4 separate regions of the Mus musculus genome follow, and all the other regions are linked to region 3. Evidence: chromatin contacts called from public Micro-C and promoter capture Hi-C data. All regions are on one chromosome and are shown on one strand. Each heading gives the region's core, a stretch centred on a gene start, on an enhancer-like site or on the middle of the called end of the contact. The rest is flanking DNA. Distances are from core to core; before and after follow the strand shown.

Region 1 (3,295 bases), core at 57-2,556, 330 kb after region 3:
ATAACAGAATATTACTGAGCCATAAACAGGACTGCAGTACAGACACGTGCTACAACTCTTTTTGCAGAGGAGCCCTGAGTTTGGTACCAAGCACCTAGGTAAGATGGCTAACAACCACCTAACTCCAACACAAGGGGGATTGATGCCTCTGGCCTCTGTGGGCACCTGCCCTGGAAAGAACACACCCATACACAGAAACACTGACACACACAATTTAAAATAAAACGAATCTGGGTCTGGAGTGAGACCTGGCCTGTCTGGGTCAATGGACAGGAACATGCACTGCTCTCGCCGAGAACATGAGTTTGGTTCCCAGAACCCACATCTGGTGATTCATAACCACCTGTTACTGCAGCTCTGAGGGATCCAGGACTTCTGCACCCTGCAGGCACCCACCCGCACCACATACACACGCATACATTAAATAAAAGAATAATTTTTAAGACTCTTTTTTAAAAGTCCACATACTGTGTAATTTCATTTAAAATGTCCCCAATAGGCCAGTCCACACAGACAAAGCAGCTTAGAGGTCATTTAGGGCTTCTGGAGGTTGGATGACCAAGGGACATGCTGGATACGGGTTTCTTTTTCTTTTTCTTTTTTTTTTTAAAGATTTATTTATTTATTATATATATGTAAGTACACTGTAGCTGTCTTCAGACACCCTAGAAGAAGCATCAGATCTCATTACGGATGGTTGTGAGCCACCATGTGGTTGCTGGGATTTGAACTCAGGACCTTCAGAAGAGCAGTCAGTGCTCTTAACCACTGAGCCATCTCTCCAGCCCGGGTTTCTTTTTCTAGGTTTCTTTTGCACAGTGAAAAATTGACCTCAAATTTTGATAGTGTAACAACTGAATACAATGAACTGATCACAACAGGAAGGCCATTTCAATTTATAAAAAGAGTCCTGAAGTAGGTGAACAGTATCTAGCACTAAGCCTCAGGATAGCTGTATCTTTCCCCAAATCCTCATTTTCTGCTTGTGTCAAAGCATTCACTGAGTGGACTTTAGGATCTAAGAAGCAAAAAAGCTAAGCTCAATAAATGCTATGCTTAAAGAAAGCACTCACAGGTAGCAGGTAGTTCATGCACAGAAAGGGGCTAGCTTACCCTGCAGAGAAGCAATCACCTTCTACAGTCTTTCCCTGCCTTCAACCACAGATCCCAAGGCCACTGGCAGCCATATTTAAGCCAGAGACTCACTCCCCCGCAACCCCTAGCAACAGATCCCGGCTAATTGGCTCTAAGGGACAACTTGTGTTTGGCCAATCAGATTCCACTTTAGGGAAGTTGGGTCAATTTCTGTGGGTTTGGAACAGGAAACAGTTGCTATAAAGCAGCTGTTTCCCTCCCTGCGGGCTAAGGAACACAGAGCCTAGCAGTGAGAAAGAATGATGGTAGCAGGCGACTGTGTACGTCCTAGTTCCGACCCTCTTTGGGAAGCCCGCACTCCTGTCCACAGGTTCGATGAGATATCATCATCTTTGTTTAAACAACACAAAGGATCTCTATTGACACACAATGTTATGTTCAATAAGTACACACCTATTTTCCAAAGTGGAAAGGGAAGGGGAGAGAGAGTCTTGAAGAGGCATCTGCATTCGTGTGGTTCATTAGTGGAAGCTGAGCTCTCTAGGCTACTGAGATGGTTTGTATATGCTCGGCCCAGGGAGTGTGGCACTATTCAATGGTGTGGGCTTGTTGGAGTAGGTGTGTCACTGTGGGTGTGAGCTTTAAGACCCTCATCCTAGCTGCCTGGGAGCCAGTATTCTGTTAGCAGCCTTCAGAGGAAGATGTAGAACTCTCAGCTCTGCCTGCACCATGTCTGTCTGGATGCTGTCATGCTCCTGCCTTGATTATGGACTGAGCCTCTGAACCTGTAAGCCAGCTCCAATTAAACATTTTCCTTTCTAAGAGTTGGTCATGGTGTCTGTTCACAGCAGTAAAACCCTAACTGAGACAGCCACTGATGAAACCCAAGCCCCAGCCCTTTGCCTCCAGCCTGAATAGCAGACTGGGTGTGATCTAACAGCTTTCAACACAAACTTAGGAAAACTGCTTTCAGGAAGTCCCTTTTCCTTGGTGAGGCTGATTCCTTATAACTCTGGAGGTGCCAGGAATGTCTGTTGTAGTCTCAGTAAGGCAGATGGCCACAAGACCTAAGTTTCTCTGAAGACTATGAAGGTATTAAGTGCTAAACCAGAGGGTGTACTGAGCCCCAGATGAAGTAAATGAAGTCACCATATTAGAAAGTGTGTAAAATTTCTTTGCATTGCAAAACCACCACCACCCACTAAAAGCAAAACAAACAACCAGTGTGTCCTGAGATAATTTAATGAGTGGCCACTACAGATAGAGGACCAAATAATAGCCACTCCTGGCTTGTTCAATTCTTGCTTTGGGACCTACACTACACGAGACAGCAGACTGCACATTCACCCGGCAGCTGCCGGGGACACACGTGAATGAAAACACTCACAGCATCAGGAGCAGAAGCCAGATCTGGGCTGCTGGGAGGGAGAGGATGCCCAAATCTCTTCCCACTTTTCCCACCCTTCTACTTATGGAGTCATTGGTTCCAGGAAGTGCGGAGCCCCTTCTCCCAGGACCCTGTTGGGAGTGACGCCTACACTGGCTGACCCAGGCTGCCACATCCTCCTGCTGGCCTCAGCAGCTCTCTCCTCCTGACCCAGGGGTCACTGGGAACCCAGCCTGTAAATGACTGTGCTCCTAAAGAGCCCTAGTCTAGTGAGGAGATTCAAAGAGGAAGGGGGTGGGGCACATAATGAGCTAGAAAAGCCCATGGGGAGATACTCCCAAACGCGCTCACAGGGGAGAGAGGGGCAGGAAGTCAGGTCTGGAAATGACAACACTAGCCCAGGGGCTCCCCGAGCCTTCCCTGCAGAGCTGAGAAAGGCAGGAACAGACCCTGCAGAACCCAAGGCTACCGCCATCATTCATCCACACCCACCCGCCTGGCTCCTCCCTAGTCCTTTCTTCAGATGACTCTGTTTCTGTACAGAGCTGCTCAAGGGAATGAAGGGTTCCTCTCTCTCTCTCTCTCTCTTGCTCTCGCTCTCGCTCTCTGCCTCTCTCTCTCTCTCTCTCTCTCTCTCTCTCACTCACACACACACACACACACACACACACACACACACACACACACACACACACGGCTGTCCTCTGCTGACAAGGCTTCCTGTATCTTAGGTTGGCATTGAAACTCACCTTTTAGCCAAGGATGAACCTAAACTTCTCATATACCTCCACCTCCAAGTGCTTGCATTACAGC
Region 2 (3,512 bases), core at 930-3,429, 350 kb before region 3:
TGGAATCAAGTTACGTTGATTCTAAAGTTTTAATGGAAAACAACCACGGAGAATAGCCAGTAATACTCTGAAGAGGAAACACCGTGAGAGAGAACTAGTCTTCTCAGATGTTAAAAGCCTCAGGTTTCAATAATCACCAACGGGGGAAACACACAGAGTTCAAATGCAAAACCCACCACAAACTTACAGAATGCTGTGACATTATGATAACATGGCAAAAACAGAAACCTTCAGCAATGGAGTTGGGACAACTGAGTACTGGGAAAATGTAAAGCTACATTCAAACCTCAGGACACATACTATCCTAGTTTAAAAACCAAGTGAACCAACATATAAACGGAAAAAATTAGATTTCAATAATATCCAAAAGGAAATTAAAACAAGACACAAAAAAGGTCTAATACTGAATCAAAATACCAAAGCTAATTTTAAGGAGATATATTTTATTACATTAAAGAGATGGGCTAAACATCATGACTAACTAGAAAAGGATTTTTTACAACTCACTTCAAATACAGTGTATAAAGAACTATTAGGAATAAGGAAGAAAAGATAAACAAAATATTGAGAAAATGTGTGAAGTTCAGAATACAGTTTACATAAAACAAATATAAAATGCTAGTTAAATATATGAAAACATAATCTTATTTATTTATGATAAAAGAAATAATTATAAAACTAAATTGAAATGTTAAGTGTCACTACCAACAAAGCTCCAAAAGTTTAACCTCAGATAGCATGGGTGACATCTCAGGAAAATAAGTATCTCAATGTATTGCTGTGAATGTGGAGTGTGGTACAACCACAGCCTTGCCAATTGTGGGTCTGGTGCATTCCAGTCAACCTGAACCTAACAAAACCTTAGGCATAGGAAACTAGAGACTAAAGAAATACGCTCATCCTCTCTACAGAAACCTCAGCCGACTCACGTGGCAGGTTTAAGAGTCTATCCAGCAACTGCACAGGGCTAACGGACTACAAGGAAGTTCACAACTAGGTAGGTACAGGACAGCAGCCTGCAGTGAATGCTGACTTCAGTGTATCAGATTCAAAAGACATTTCAATTATGGAAATACAGTATGAACAAATTATTAAATAAGCTTTGCTGAAATATAAAATTAGCAAGAAAAAAGATTATAAAATGACTAACATTATGTCATTTAAATTTTTTCATATTCCTATTTATAGAGAAAGACCTGAAAAGTCTGGCTATGGTAATATCTAATAAGAGTGATATTTTAAAAGCATGAGGAAACCTGTAGCAGCAGCAGGAACATGCGTTGTACACCTATTGCTTATTTCTAATGTTCTATACTGCAGTGTTTCAAAGGCGTTAAATAAAGCTTCAAGATTCCCATTAACCTATAAAAGCCCATCTGAAATATTATCTTCCTGGTAGCATGCAGGATTCTTGGAATAACAGAATAATCTCCACATTGGAGCACCATTGCTTAGATCATTCTCTGGCAAATCAAAGATTTTTTTTTTCCTAGATGGTAGGATTTCAATAAAAATAAAGCACCTACCAGTTGAGGTCTAAGAGGGATAAAAGTGGAGCAGAGTGGATTTTCACAGGGCCAGCTGAAATGCCTCCACAAGCAATAATACTTCACTTCCACCTCCCCACCTGAAAACCTCACCAATGAAGTCCAAAAGGCTCAGGGGAAATGGAAACTAACAAACTTCCCATAGCACTCCTGTCTAGGAGAGAGCTGACTTACCAAGACAGGCCTGATGACAGAGCATCTGCCTCAGAATTGCCCTCTGACAATAAAGGCACAACTTCACAACCATGGACACCGTAATTTTTGTTTGGAATCAGCACTGCATTTTTCTACTGCAGCAACATATAAAATGTGTGTGAACACACCTTATAGTGTGATTGTCTACTGACTTAGCATCTCTGTAGTGCATAACTATAATATGGTGGACACCACAGAGACTGTCACAACACACTCCTCTCCTATTGGAGTCTGCAGCCTCATGGAAGAAGAAAGTGGAAAACAAGGTCACCCAAACCAATGATACCTGAAAAGGTTACATTATGAATGAAAAACAAATGAACAAAAAACAAAACAGGGTGTTCTGATGTTGGAAATCAGCATGTGATTGACAGTGAGGGCTAGGGAATGTCAGGGGCAGGGAGTAACATTTGGACTCTGACTGAAGAGTGAGTAGGAGCTTGCCAGGTACTCCATGCAGAGAGACTGTACATAATGGCATGGAGCAGCAAACCCCGAAACAGGACAGCCACAGAACTGAAAGAGTCAAAATAATGGCATCAAAGGAGACTGGAGAAATAAGCAGGGAGCGCTGTGACCTCTGCTATTCTACAGAACTGTACTGAAAGTGGATGGGAAGCACTTGCATATCTGAAGTGGCAGAGTGACAGATCTAACATTCACTTAATATCATTGTGGTACATTGGGACATGCTGGAGAGACTCAAGATTGAGCATGAGAGATGGCGTGGTGGCACATGCCTTTAATCCCAGCACTTGGGAGACAGGGCAGGCAGATACTTGTGAGTTCGAGGCCAACCTGGTCTACATCACAAGACTGTTGAAATGGACTATGTTGAAATACTTGTCTCAAAATAAACAAAACAAACTTTAAAAGAAAAGGGGGAGAAGGAAGAGGAGGAAGAGGAGAAGGAGGAGGAAGAGGAAGAGGAGGAAGAAGAGAAGGAGAGCCATGAGTAGCCAATTTAGGAAGCTAGATCATGCGGCTGGGAGACAACTGTAAAAGGCTAGAGGCACAATCACGAGGACCTGAGTTCATCCCAGCATCCAAAATGGGTGCAGTAATGCATACCCATGATGACCCCTCTGCTGGGGAAGCTGAAATAGGCAGGTTCTAGGAATTACTGGCTAGCCAGTCCAGCCAAATCAGTGAGTTCTGTGAAAGACTGTCTCAAGAAAACAGAACGATTACACAGACACCTGACATCAACCTCTAACATTCACCACAGGCACATGCATGCATGTACACACACACACACACACACACACACACACACACACACCAAATCAGTCAAAATAACAGAGTATTTAATAACAGAGTAGGTTAATGGTGCCCAATTCAGCTCAAAGTATACTTTTGCAAATAAAATATAGCCCACCTTTCTGTTGCTTCCACATGGCAACTACAGTACGCGCAGTGTTGCCCAAAGTCCAAGAGATATATTATCTGGACCTTTATTGAGAAAGTTTGCCAGTCCCAGGGTAGGTATGACAGTAGGAACAATTGGGTTCACAAGTCACAGTCCACCTTCCTTACTCAGGATTCTGTGCTGTAAATTCATCTGTTCACTAAAACTGGTTTGCAATTCCAAAATCAATACTCAGGGCACTTTCTCTCATTCCTATGCAATAGCAGAATAGCTGGGAGGCCATGCTGCCCTCATGTGTGCCTAGCTGAAACCCAGCAAAGTGATGCTCTGACTTCTTATTTCAGCTCTTACATAGGGAACAACTGCCCTATATACCATATATGGTACTTTTTTTTTTTTTT
Region 3 (3,271 bases), core at 607-3,106:
AACATTTTACTAAGTGACATTACCCTTCAGCTTTTATCAGACTGTTGAAGCTTGCCTTTACAAAAATGAGCACATTACCCCTCTTTTAAAGTGATACGTTTGTGTATGCTATCTGTTGTCAGAGTCCTGTAACTTTAAAACTCGGTAAATTTAACTGCACTTGAAAATTAAGTCAAACTCTACGCAGTTAGTTGTCAACACTGAAAGAACCCTGTAATTTCAATGGTTTTCTCTCCCCAGACCAGTAGAGGGAGACTAAGACATCTGGCCTGGTGGTGCAATGTTTCTGTAATATTGGGGAGGGGGAGCGGAGGCTGTATTTAAATGTCCTGCTGTCAATCAAAGGATACTTCCTACAACCACAGTCACCATATCAGCTCTAACTCCCAAGCGGGCTCTCGTCAAGATACAACATACAACGGTGCCCAGAAAACCTGCCTCACCTAAAGGTGACCGCAGGCTTTGCCACAACACCCAAATAAGGACTTTGGGAGCCCAACCCCAACTAGTTTCTTTGTTTAAATGCCTGCGAATCCCTCCCACGCCGGAGTCAAGAGGCTCTGGCGCCGCCCTTTATTAGCCTCACACTTTGATTACAAAACACACGAGTCGGCGGCCTGGCTGCGGAGGCGGCCCGAGCTCTCCCAAACGTCAAACCTGCGGTGCGGCGGCGGCGGCGGCATCGGAGGGCATCGTCCGCCACCGCACCGCCCCAAAGTTGGATGGCCGCAGTGCCCAGGCCACCGCGGCGGGCCGTCCGGGTGTCGCCAGAGACGCACTCACTGTAAAGTTTGAGGCGCTACAGCGACGCCCGGGAGGGTCTGCGGCGACGTCCCCTCGGCCCGGCCCGCCCGCCCCCCCCCCCCGGCCATAGGGGGTGTGTTGCGGGGTGGGCCAGCGGCTGGCCAAACTGTGCCGTGACGGGGCCCCGCACCTCGCGAGTGCCACATCTGTTGCTCTGTTTACTCGCGCCCGTCGTCCCACCGCCCCGTCCCGCCGCCCGAGGAAGTTTGATAAAGAGAGAAGGGGGCGCGACGGGACCCGCGGCGGGGGCGACCCGCGACCGGACCGAGCCGCGGCCGCCCGGAAGCGCAGCAAGCGCGGCGGCTGGCGAGGGCAGGCACGGGGCGAAGGGAGCCCGGGACACAGCAGTGGGCGGCAGCCAGGGCGGTGGGGGGACCGCGGGCTGCGGGCCTGCCTTCGCTCCTCCGCCACCCGAGCCGTGCCGCCCACCGCGTCCCCTCAACCGGGCTTCCCCTGCCAACTTCTCTGCCGGCCCCTTTGTTCCTGTTTGTTGTGGCGACTCTTCGCCCGGGCCGGCCGAGCCCACCGGCTCCGTTCCGCAGCCTGCCGGGCAACCGGGGGCCCCCGCTCTCGCCTCCACCCGGCCCGGACACTCGGTGCCTAAGAGTCGGGACGTGGGGAGCGACGCGGCAGCCGAGCCCGAGGGAGGCGCAGGCGGCAGCGGCAGCGGCTGGTCGGTGACCGCAGGCGACGGCGGTGGGACTGAGGGGGTTTATTTACCTGCCGTGGAACCAGTCCTTGCAGACATCGCACTCGATCATGAAGCGGTTCACGTCGTACGGCTGCCGGCATACACAGTACACGGGCGGAGGCGGAGGGGGCGCCGAGGCCCGACCCGGAGCGGACACCGACCCCGCTGCCGCGGCGGCTCCAGCTGCTGCTCCCGCGGCCACCGCCGCCGCCGCTCCGGCCATCTTTAAAAAACACACACACACGCTCGCTCCTCCGCTCGCTGACTGGAGCGAGCGCAGCCGCCAGCCAGCGCCGCCTCCTGCAGCAGCCGGAGCAGCAGCCCCGGCGGCGGCGGCGGCGGCAGCAGCAGCGGCGGCGGCTGCGGCGGCGGCGTCTTAGTGCGCGCGCGCGAGCGAGCAAGGTCGCGGCTCAGGGGCGGGGGCGGCGCGCGCGCGCGCGACGCGCGAGGCCCGTCGGCTGCTTCCGGCGCTCAGCGCGGGGCCGTGCGTCCCGCGCACGTTCTCGGTCTCCGCGCGCGCTCCCTGGCACCTTCCGCGGCGACCTGCGCGGCGACCCGCAGCGGGGCTGGCGGTCCGGGGAGGGGGCGGAGACGCCGTGAGGGCACGCGCCGCAGTGGCGGCGGCGGGCGCGCGACTGCAGACGGAGGAGGAGGAGGACGGCGGGAGCGTGCGTGGAGCGGGTCTCGCCGTCCTCACTGCTCCCCGAGTGGAAGCCCAGGCTCGCGGGGGAAGTTCCTGCCGTGTGAAAAGGTGGATGCTGTGGCTGTATTCTGAGGCGGAGAAGCTCGGAAGTTTCAGCCCTCCAGGGTCGCTTCGCTTCGCGTCACTTAGCAGCCGCCCACTGAGGATGCCACCCCCGTCCTGCGTGGGCCCCGACCGGGGTGACACGTCAAGCAGTTGTGCCTCCCGAGGTGGAGGAACGCCTTGTGAAACGCACTCAAACTTCCGAAAGCGTCGCGCCCAAATTCCCAGAGAGCAACTTGGAAATCTGTGTGTTGATTGGAGCCGCTGTTGTGGGGGGGGGGAAGAACGTGGTCTCCAGGAGGAATTCCGTTAATATCTGTCGCCAAGGGGGAACCAGGCTTGAGATGGGGTTGGTGAGAGGAATGAAGAACCGGTGTTTTTATAAATAACACAACTTGGCTGTGACTGCTCTGCTCTGCTCTGCTAATTGGGGAAGTGGGGAGAAAATTTTGAAACGTCTTTTCCCTGGGAAGGGAGATGCTACCAAAAAGAAAAAAAAAATCCTTTAGGAGTTCTCTGCGCAACACAGGCCATCACTGTTTTTTTAGTCAAAGGTGAAGCTGAATCAGATGTGAGGTGATAAACTGAGGAATAAAACTACCCAACAAATTTAGAATAGAGAAAAGTGAATAGAATGTTAAGGATTATCAAATCAACTTGGAAGCTGAATCTCTGTGAGCATTTATATCCAGAGAAAGCAATAAAGCTCCCTGGGTAACTTATGTTTTGGAACATGAACAGGTGAGTCAACTCACCGTCCCCAGGCAGTGACGCTCCCTGGTTTAGTCTAGCCTTTATTTTTATTTTTATTTTTTTTCTTTTAGTGGAGGAAATCGAGTAAATTGCCACAATCTCAGAATTGGAACTAAACTTGTTTCTCCGTTATATGCCCAATCCTTTCTGTACTACACAGATGTATGTTTCTCACATACATCACAAGAAAAGAAAGGCCTGAAAATCATGGTTGACACAAACCCAATAAATTTGAAGCATATGTAATTTTAGTATCGTGGCTCAACAAATTCCTGAAA
Region 4 (3,358 bases), core at 252-2,751, 350 kb after region 3:
ACCTGGGTTCAATTCCTAGCACTCACATAGCAGCCCACAACTGTGTGTAACTAACTCCAGTCCTAGAGGATAGGCACTAGAGCGGCCGTGGGCACTGCATGAACATGGTGTACAGACATACATTCAGGGAAACTCATAAAGATATAGTACATTTAAAAAAATTAATTCAAAATCAAGTTCAAGGTCTGTCTAAGCTACCTGAGACCCTGCCTCAAACAAACAAGTCCCTGAACTGAGCCTGCCTGCCTACCAGTAATCCTGAATTTAGAGAGTTAAGACAAAAGGGAGGACTTTAAGTTTGAGGCCAGCCTGGGTCACATACTGAGACCCTGTCTCAAATAAATAAACTGTCTGTTTCTGTTTGCCTTCTGCTTCCTCTCTGAATCTCCAACTCTCTCCTCTGTGGTCCATTCCCTAAAGAGCCTATTCAACTCTTCAGGTGTTTGGTACTGAAGGAGAAAGGCTTTTCTATAGTAACCACAGCAGGTGCAAGTGTTTCATAACAAATTACTGTAAAGTGCCTATTATAACACTATTACCACACTCCACAATTACCTGTCTTTTGGGGAGCTATAGTCACAACCCTGAAAGCCATCAGAGCACCCGGCCAGAAGTCAGCCTGCTCCTTCCTCAGCAGGCTGGTTAAATTAGGGTCCCAGCTCTCTCCTTGTTCCAATCCAGGGCCAAAGGAAGGCACTCCTTAGCTTCCTGTGTCTGCCCCTCACTACAGGATTCCGGGCGCTGAGCTCCCTCTGGCTCAGTGGTCTGACTCCATATCACAGTGACTCTCCTGCACAGGACTATATCCTGTGTGGTTAAGAGACTTACCCTGGGCTCCATCTACTCCCAACTCCATCCTTGGGGAGGAAAGTGGGAGAAGTAAACTTCAACGTACCCCACTTTCCACCACGACAAATCCCGACTAGAGCCGCCTGGACTCCCCCACCCCAGCGTACACACTCGGTCTCACACGCGCGTACTCACTCACAGCCGCCCGGGAGCTCCGGCACAGCGCAGGGCCGGGCTCTGCCCAGTTTCTGCAAGTTTCTTCGGCCCTGAAGTTAGCCCGACCCGGGAAAGAGCTGTGGATCGCTTCCTGCGCGGGTCCCCAGGGCCCCGCTGAAGCGTCCCCAGCGCCGCCTGCGAGGAGCCCCGGCTTGCGCCTGCAGTCTCCTCGTCGCCCCCGCGCGTACCCTCCCGGGTCTCCCCCGAGGTCGCCCGCACTCCGGCGCCCAGCCCTACCTCTCTACGGGCGTCGGCTCCGCGGGTTCTGGGGCGCAACTCGCGGTCGCCCGGGGCAGGGGCGGCGGGGGCCTGGGGCGCCATGGCCCGCTGCCCTCCGCGCCTTTGTCCGCGCGGCCTCCCCCGGCCGCCGCGAGCCCCTCGGGTCCCCGCCGCGCGCGCTCCCGTCCGGTCCCCGCCGCCTCCGGCCTCGGAGGCGTGCTGCGTCTCCTCTGGCCTCCCGCGCGCGCGGCCCCTTCCTCTGCCCTGGGCTGCGCCGCGACCGTCTGCAGTGACGCGCGCCCCCTCCTCCCGACCCATCCCGCGGCTCCAGTGAGCTAATCCGCAGCTGGCGGGCGCCCGGCCGGTTGCCACAGCAACCACTCTCCCAGGGCCCGCCGCCGAGGGGAGCCACGGTAAACAGGACCTTCTGCCGCACTCACTCGCCCCCTCGCCTTTCGAGGGGTGGGGGAGACGGTGGCTTAACCTTTTCTGTGCTGAAGATCGCCGAACCGGTTCTCTGCTACCCCGACTGAGGTCCATTCTTGAGATGCGCTTAGCCAGGGGCCGAGAACCAGATTTAGACAGCACCAAAGCCGTAGCCACACTCCCTGCCCTTGCTTTGTTTCTGAGCAGTTAGGGTGGACGCCTCAGGCAGAATTGGGCTCCACATTTGCCCCCAAGCAACTGACAGTCATGAGATAGGCCTTCGAGGCCCAGTTTGCCCATAAGCAACAACTCACAGTCATGAGACAAGCTATTTGGACCCAAGGGTCCATATTTGCCCCTAAGCAACTCAGGAGCCTGGGCCATAAGGATCCAGGGGCCCACCTCCCTACAGAAGGGTACAGAATGGGTCCCAAGCCCTGGTCAGGAAAAGTGATCAGAGAACTGGCTTTCTACAGCACACCGGTCCCACGGTCCCACGGTTCCACGGTCCCACGGTCCCACGTACACAGGGTGCAGTCAAAGCACTCACACAGGAGGTTTTTAAGACAGTAGGATTGCCAAATTGGGGGGCTGGTGAGATGGCTCAGTGGGTAAGAGCACCCGACTGCTCTTCCAAAGGTCCAGAGTTCAAATCCCAGCAACCACATGGTGGCTCACAACCATCCGTAATGAGATCTGACTCCCTCTTCTGGAGTGTCTGAAGACAGCTACAGTGTACTTACATATAATAAATAAATAAATCTTAAAAAAAAAAAAAAAAAAAGGATTGCCAAATTGGAGTCCACTTGAAAATGCTGTGGGGGCCTTAAGGGAGCCAACACAGGCTGGGGCATTCTCTGGGGCTTTGGTGACCAGCGATAGTGAATCAGTTATAGAAGGTGGAGAAACAGGGCAAGAAAAGACAGCCTGAAAAGAGGGAAGAGTGTGACTGGTGTTGTGGGGGTGTCACATTATGGTATTTGGGGGACCCTTAAGTGGGAGGGAATAAGGATCGATGGGTAGGCCTGGAGGGATTCAAGTGGCCTGGGCAGAATTTGAATATTATGCTAAAGGCAAAGGGGTCCAAGCAGAGAAACACCAGATGCTAAGTGCTCAGGCCTGACAGTGACAATTTATCTGCCCTGAGGGTAGGTGCCAGCCAGTCTCCTTCCTGGCTATTAGAGACCTTCAAGAGTAGCCTAATGGCCTAAAGCTTAGGTTGGGGTGGCCAGTTGGGGGTGGGATAGGTACAGACCCAGAGTCTTACAACTTCACAAAGTGGGTCCTCAGAAGAAAACTAGAGCTTCATATAAAGAGGAAACCAGGCGAGGCATGTCTGTAACCCAACACTCAGGAGACTGAGGCAGGAGATCTCTAGTCTGTGTGCAGGGGGTGAGGTATGGTAATGAGAGTGGACTTCAGACACCAGGGAACTGGGACTTAAAGTTCCAGGCGAAACAAAGTTGCATGTCCTTCATAGTTGAGGGGTTTGCTCATTGCAGGAGATCGTTGAGGCCTTCCTAAATTCTTCATGCCACACCCGTTTCAATGAAGCACTGTAGACTCTCAGAACAGACATTTGCCAAGTGTAAGCTTTTTTTTTTTTAAAGTGTTAGCATTCAAAGTATTGCTTTGTTTGCATCTTTCTAAGTTCTCCCTTTCTAAATAAAGATCAAAGGCTTGGCTTCTTGGGGGTTAATTAGTCCCA

Evidence for each region. Promoter capture Hi-C pulls out the DNA fragments that hold promoters and counts their contacts. Hi-C and Micro-C count contacts between places; a contact is called where the count stands out from the background.
Region 1: a contact with region 3 is called in a promoter capture Hi-C map of embryonic stem cells. The contact joins the enhancer-like site here to the promoter of Kdm7a in region 3. A contact is called at or near these places in 4 of 39 promoter capture datasets (cranial neural crest, embryonic stem cells and hippocampal neurons), 1 of 484 Hi-C or Micro-C datasets (embryonic stem cells) and 1 of 115 datasets of contacts at active chromatin or transcription factors (embryonic stem cells).
Region 2: a contact with region 3 is called in a promoter capture Hi-C map of liver, with 4 times the contacts expected there. The contact joins the enhancer-like site here to the promoter of Kdm7a in region 3. A contact is called at or near these places in 6 of 39 promoter capture datasets (the 3T3-L1 cell line, 3T3-L1-derived adipocytes, hippocampal neurons and 1 more) and 1 of 115 datasets of contacts at active chromatin or transcription factors (memory CD8 T cells).
Region 4: a contact with region 3 is called in a Micro-C map of embryonic stem cells, with 8 times the contacts expected there. The contact joins the promoter of Dennd2a here to the promoter of Kdm7a in region 3. A contact is called at or near these places in 21 of 39 promoter capture datasets (the 3T3-L1 cell line, 3T3-L1-derived adipocytes, the HPC-7 cell line and 13 more), 19 of 484 Hi-C or Micro-C datasets (the N1E-115 cell line, cerebral cortex, cranial neural crest and 7 more), 5 of 115 datasets of contacts at active chromatin or transcription factors (astrocytes, cardiomyocytes, embryonic stem cells and 1 more) and 2 of 9 other capture datasets (adipose tissue and embryonic stem cells).

The regions. Positions count from the first base shown.
Region 1 is chr6:39,537,140-39,540,434 of GRCm38.p6, forward strand. All of the region lies in intron 1 of Dennd2a (DENN/MADD domain containing 2A), which reads right to left. All of the region lies in intron 1 of 8030453O22Rik (RIKEN cDNA 8030453O22 gene), which reads left to right. Among named protein-coding and RNA genes, the nearest start is that of 8030453O22Rik, 11 kb to the left of the region's middle. Within about 2 kb of position 1,307, at least 91 of the 459 cell types and tissues checked have an H3K27ac peak or open chromatin away from gene starts, as enhancers often do. A contact at or near this core is called in embryonic stem cells, where this site is marked.
Region 2 is chr6:38,858,347-38,861,858 of GRCm38.p6, forward strand. The region is part of intron 1 of Hipk2 (homeodomain interacting protein kinase 2); the gene reads right to left. Among named protein-coding and RNA genes, the nearest start is that of Hipk2, 16 kb to the right of the region's middle. Within about 2 kb of position 2,180, at least 2 of the 459 cell types and tissues checked have an H3K27ac peak or open chromatin away from gene starts, as enhancers often do. A contact at or near this core is called in liver, where this site is marked.
Region 3 is chr6:39,204,917-39,208,187 of GRCm38.p6, forward strand. It overlaps Kdm7a (lysine (K)-specific demethylase 7A), which reads right to left and starts at 1,857. Exons shown (of 20, transcript NM_001033430.4): 1 at 1,525-1,857. The coding sequence starts at 1,718.
Region 4 is chr6:39,556,333-39,559,690 of GRCm38.p6, forward strand. It overlaps Dennd2a (DENN/MADD domain containing 2A), which reads right to left and starts at 1,502. Exons shown (of 19, transcript NM_172477.4): 1 at 1,243-1,502.